Linked DNA regions of Rattus norvegicus: region 2 is linked to region 1. Evidence: chromatin contacts called from public Hi-C data. All regions are on one chromosome and are shown on one strand. The core of a region is the stretch at or near the end of the contact, and the rest is flanking DNA. Distances in the headings are between cores, read along the strand shown. Region 1 holds the start of Socs1 (suppressor of cytokine signaling 1). Region 2 overlaps Clec16a (C-type lectin domain containing 16A).

What was found. A called contact is a pair of places that touch in the nucleus more often than the background predicts.
Region 2: a Hi-C map of kidney shows a contact between it and region 1, with 2.9 times the contacts expected there. The contact joins the enhancer-like site here to the promoter of Socs1 in region 1. A contact is called at or near these places in 12 of 12 Hi-C or Micro-C datasets (the A7r5 cell line, the Rat2 cell line, Schwann cells and 7 more) and 1 of 1 datasets of contacts at active chromatin or transcription factors (oligodendrocytes).

The regions. Positions count from the first base shown.
Region 1 is chr10:5,388,129-5,390,828 of GRCr8, reverse strand. Socs1 (suppressor of cytokine signaling 1) reads right to left here and starts at 1,255. Exons shown (of 2, transcript NM_145879.2): 1 at 1,174-1,255; 2 at 1-671. The coding sequence starts at 621.
Region 2 is chr10:5,500,065-5,502,764 of GRCr8, reverse strand. The region is part of intron 18 of Clec16a (C-type lectin domain containing 16A); the gene reads left to right. Among named protein-coding and RNA genes, the nearest start is that of Socs1, 110 kb to the right of the region's middle. Within about 2 kb of position 1,359, at least 14 of the 93 cell types and tissues checked have an H3K27ac peak or open chromatin away from gene starts, as enhancers often do.

The DNA.
Region 1 (2,700 bases), core at 6-2,505:
GGAACTCAGGTAGTCACGGAGTACCGGGTTAAGAGGGATGCGTGCCAGGTTCTCGCGACCCACGGCGGCCACGATGCGCTGGCGACACAGCTCCTGCAGCGGCCGCACGCGGCGCTGGCGCAGTGGGGCCCCCAACATGCGGCGCGGCGCCGCCACGTAGTGCTCCAGCAGCTCGAAGAGGCAGTCGAAGGTCTCGCGGCTGCCGTCCAGGTGGAAGCGGCCGGCCTGGAAGTGCACACGAATGCTCGTGGGGCCCGAAGCCATCTTCACGCTGAGCGCGAAGAAGCAGTTCCGCTGGCGACTGTCGCGCACCAAGAAGGTGCCCACGGGCTCGGCACGCAGCCGTTCGTGCGCCCCATGCACGCTCAGGGGTCCCCAGTAGAAGCCGCAGGCGTCCAGGAGAGCGCTGGTCCGCGTGATGCGCCGGTAATCAGAGTGGGAGCGGAAGGTGCGGAAGTGAGTGTCGCCCGGAGCCGGGGCCGGGACCACCGGGCAGGGCCGGGGACGCGCCGGGGCCGCCGGCGAGGACGAAGACGAGGACGAGGATGGCTCTGGCCGCCGTCGGGGCTCTGATGCCGGGGAGATCGCATTGTCGGCTGCCACCTGGTTACGTGCTACCATCCTACTCGAGGGGCCAGCTGGAGGGGTGGGCCATAGCGTCCGGGGCTGCGCTGATGGGGGAGACAGAGGCAGTGAGCCGGGCGTCCGGGTGGCACAGGCCGGCCAGCGGACCCCAAGGAGCGAGGGTGACACGCAGAATCCGCCCGGAGCCTGAGCCTCGGTGGGCTCATCTGCGAAGTAGGCCGTTCCTGTATGTGGAACCCTTCCAGACTGGCGGTGGAGCCCTGCCTCCCCGCGCGCGTGGAGAAGGGGGCGTGGAGAGGGGCCCGACTCCAGGCCGTCCCCGCTGGGTGGCTTGCCGCCTCGCGGCTGCCGCCTACTGGCCACGCCGGGAACTGGAACCCGGGCGGACGATCCGGGCTCAGGGCCGGAGAGGAGGGGCTGACGGCGCCCCGCGCGCGCGAGGGGCCGCCTGGGCCAGCCGGTGGGGCGGGCGCCAGAGGCATAGCATCCACGACCCCGCCATGCAGTCTGCGAGGATAGTCCTGCCAGGCTCTGCTCCCCTTCCTCCCATCCCCTCCCGCCTGCTCCTTCGCAGCTGCCTCGGCTCACCTGGCGGCGGGACGCGGGGCGCCGCGGCTGGGGGTTCCGGGGCTGCTGTCGCGCATGCTCCGGGACCGGGAGCCGTGCCGCTGCCACGGCCGCAGTTCTCTCTGCTGCTGCCCGCCCCTGCATCAAGCTCTTAAACCAGGGAGGCCCCGCCCACCGATCCCGCCCACCGCCGCTTTCGGTTTCTCTTTCCGGCAAGTCCTTCGGGTTCTCTTTAGATTTCTTTGGCTGCCCCTGGAGAGGGTCCACCTAACTCGTTCTCGCCTCGCACCTTCCCTGAATGGGACTTCTGGGGTTCTGGCTCTACCCGGAATCTTCTGTTTCGTGTCACCTGGTGCCTGCTCTTTTGCTCTGGCTACCTTCGCCCCACATCGCTGCTCCCCGGGTGGGATGCTAGCTTGGGGCTGACACGCCTCCTCCCCTCCGAGTGTGTGCATTCTCCTGGTCAGAGCTCCACCGCGCCTGGAGCCTTTCCCCCCCACCCCCCAAGCAACTCCTCCCTGCCAGGATCCTTCCTGCCCAGGACCCGAAGGCCTTGGCAGTCTCCGCTCTAGGAGCCCGGCTAGCCAGCCCTGGAGACCTGTGGGGCCGCCGCCCTCCTCCAGAATCGCGCGCGGGCCCCTCCCGTTGGCCACTCGGCCTGGCCTTGGCTTGGGCTTCCCAGGAAGCGGTGGCCTGACCGCAGAGGCTTCAAAGGAAGCCTAAGGCGGTGCGGGAGGGGCGCCCCCGCTCCCGGACGAGTTCCTCGGAAACTGGGCGGGGTTGGGTTGGGTCCCCAGGGGCCTGGACTCTCTGCACTCCTACGTGGGCAACCGAAGAAACTGAGGCCCCGGGCAGGACAAGAAGCTGTAGCCCCCAAACTTTGTCTTCCTAGCCTCTGTCTTACAGAGCCCCTCAAGGCTCCTGCAAGCATCTCTGCACAAGGGCTCCCATGCCCCGTACACACCTTGGCCAGGGATTCAGGCGGTCAGACCTATTTTAAGGACACTGTGGTTTCGTGATTCAGTTTGTCCTGAAAGCCCAGGAGTAGGTGCCTAGCTGACGATGTTTATGAATGAAGGCGGGTGAGTTTCGCGTGCAGCTTCCCTGAGCTAAGTGACGCACACTGCCCTCTACAGGTTTCTCTGTTTGCTGCCACGCGACTCTGAAGCTCTGAGGCCAAGGCCTCCTGGTCTCCCCGCCTCGGTTTCCCCAGGCTGGCATCAGGTCTTCCTGCCTTCCTGGAATTACAAGCATGACCGTGCTTGGTTTTTGCAGTGCAGGGGACTGAACACAGGACCCTGTACCAGCCTATTTTAGTAGTACTGGGGTTGGTGAATTCCATCCCCAGCCTGTGCTCCCAGTCCAGGCAAAGTGTATAAGAAAGCCTCTTGGGGTACAGTATCCCTTTGGGACTTGGCAGGAGGGTTGGCGCTGATGTAGCAAGGCTGGGCTGTCTCCTGCAGGCCTGCTTCCCTGCCAAGGCTCTTGGTTAGCAGATGGCTCTAGGCTTCACCACCACCTCCTCCACCAACTCTCAGGAGAGTTACC
Region 2 (2,700 bases), core at 110-2,609, 110 kb before region 1:
ATTCTGTTCCTCAGTTGTGTTAGCCACATTCAAGTCCTTATATAGTCATTTGTGGCTACCCAATAGTGGGAAAGCAGTTCTTAGTTTTCGCATACACTTTATCTAGAGTGTGTATGAGTGCATGTATGCATGCAGTGTGTGTGTGTGTGTGTGTGTGTGTGTAGCTCTGATGACAACTTGTGAGAACCAGTTCCTTCTTAGGTTGTCAGGCTAGGCAGCAAGCATCCTTACCTACTGAACCATCTTGCTGGCCCTTGGAAGTGCATTTTAAACGTAATGTAAATTCGTTTCAATTGAAAAAGCCACACAGACTAGGACCTTTCAGACTAGTCAGCACAGTTGTTGGGCATTTCTGTCTGCACAGAAAGCCTAAAAACAAGTTTTGACTGGGAAAACACCTGGTTGGGAACACAGGACCAAGAGACACATGGTTGGGAATCAGGCTGGATCCCAGCTCCTACTTCAATGAAGGGTGAGCCCTGTGTCCGCCCCTGGCACCAGGACAAGGATGGACCCATTGTGAGTGGGTGAAGTGACAGCTGCAGAGCTGTCCACTGGGCATTGGCCTTCTGCCAAGTTATTCCTCCCTGTGCCTGAGTGCTAGGTGGCCGGTAAGGGCCCAGAGCTGCACTCTGTTTAAGCCTCCAGCCTGTGGCAGGAAGCCCAGACCTTGGAGACTTGATTCTTATGTAGCCTAGGGTTCAATTAGGGAGGACTTCCCTAAGCTAAGCTAACAGATCCTGCGCCCCTGCCAAGCGTACCCCTTCCCAGGGGTCCGTCACTGTCTAGCTTAGATTGACTGACTGGGGATTACTTGACTGGCTCTTTTCATCGCCTAACATATCCAAGTGTGTGACATCCTAACTCCATATGCCTGCTTCTAGGCAGCAAGCTGGAAAATCTCTCAGGGACAGCTGTGGGGTGAGGCTCAGGGCCATTGCCAACATGGAGGCCAAGCTTGTAATCCATTATTCCTTCCCACTGTCGTGCTCAGATTTTTTGCTTATCTTTAGCCTATCTTTTCTCTCCCTAGTGGATATTTCCACTGCCAAGAACTTAGCAAAAGTAAGATTCATGCAGCCTGGCCAAATCGACATGACCCAGCTCTTCCTTTGTGAGCAGCTGATCTTAGTACAGTCCCATGTCCTTTTCCAGGCTCTTCCAGAGTCTACTGTCTCAGTGTGACCCACACAGTCTTTCAGGCTCAAGGTTTGACAGTTTGATTAGGTATATGTGGAGGAGCTTGACCTCAACTCACTTTCCAGCTGGGGTCCTGGAGCCGTGCCTTCTGAAAGGTCCGGGTGTCAGCAGCTGCCTGAGCGGCTGGGCGGGCCTGTCACTGCTCTGCTGTCTCCTACAGGAGGTTCAGATGACTGCACTCCTGCTTCAGATGCTTAGCGCAGAGCCAGGGCCTGTTAAACACCCTTATGCCCATAGCATTCGAAATGAATGGCTCTACCTCTGCAGATGAAGAGGACTTTTGGAAGAGGTCTATTTGAGGGGTTAGCAGGGGCCTTTTAAAGAATCTAAGCAGGCTAAGCCAAGTGCTATGTCTCGTTCTGTTTACCCTGATTTACTCCACTCCCTGCTGTGTGGACCGTCTGTTCCCAGCAGACAGTGGGCTCGAGAGGGCAGGAATTCATTTTAACACTGCACCCCCAATGCCAGGTCCATAGCAGACAATCAGTAAATATTTGATTGATCAACTGGTTGATTGATTGATTGACTGATTGAAAGTAGAATGGGTGAGAAATCCTGGGTTTTTTTTTAGTTGTTTTTTCTCTTTTTTAACCTTAAGTAAACCTCTTTTTCACATGTGAGTTCTAGTCTGGGTCTTAATTAAAAACTTCAGTTCAAGGCCAGAAGGCCTAAATGCCTGTAGGTCCTGTAATGACGTTTCCTAGTCTCTACTTCCTGGGCATCTGCATGTGTGCTGGAGAGGACACCCATGGAGGAAGGTGCTCTCCTCCCGCCTTAAGTCTTTTGTTGTTCACCACTGGGTACCATCCACCAGATGAGCTGGCCTGGGATCTTCCAGGGATTCTCTGTGTAGGAGTAGCAGGATTACAGACATAGGCTACAGCATCTGATGTTTATACTTGCATGGCAAGTGCCTTTCCCACTCACTAAGCCCTATCTTTTGTTTTCTTTTTGGTGTTTCAAAATAGGGTTTCTCTGTTCTCTGTATAGCCCTGGCTTTCCCAGAACTCAATCTGTAAACCAGGCTAGCTTTGAACTCACAGAGATCTCTGCCTCTGCCTCTTAAGTGCAGAAATTAAAGGCATCCCCCACCTCTAAGCTGTACTTGCTTCTAACGTGTATTTGTCTACATATGTAAGAGAGAGAAGTATGAGAGTCAAGGGGCAACAATTTAAAACCGGTTCTCACCAGTTCTCAGCTCCAGCACGTTGAGATAGCCTCTCTTGTTTACTGCCACTACAGTGGACTCTGGCACACTCTCCTGCCCCTGCCTCCCACCTCCCTCTAGGTGTCCTGGGGCTACAGAAGCGTGCCACCATGTCTTGCTTTCTGTATAGGTTCCTGAGGTTGGACTCAGGTTATCAGGGTCTCACAGCAAACACTTTGAACCATTTTCTTATCCCCTATTTATCTAGTTATATTTGAGACGTGGTCTTGCTAGGTAGTCCAGGGTGGCCTCCAACTTTCAGTCCTCCTGCCTCAGTCTCCTGAATGTTGGGA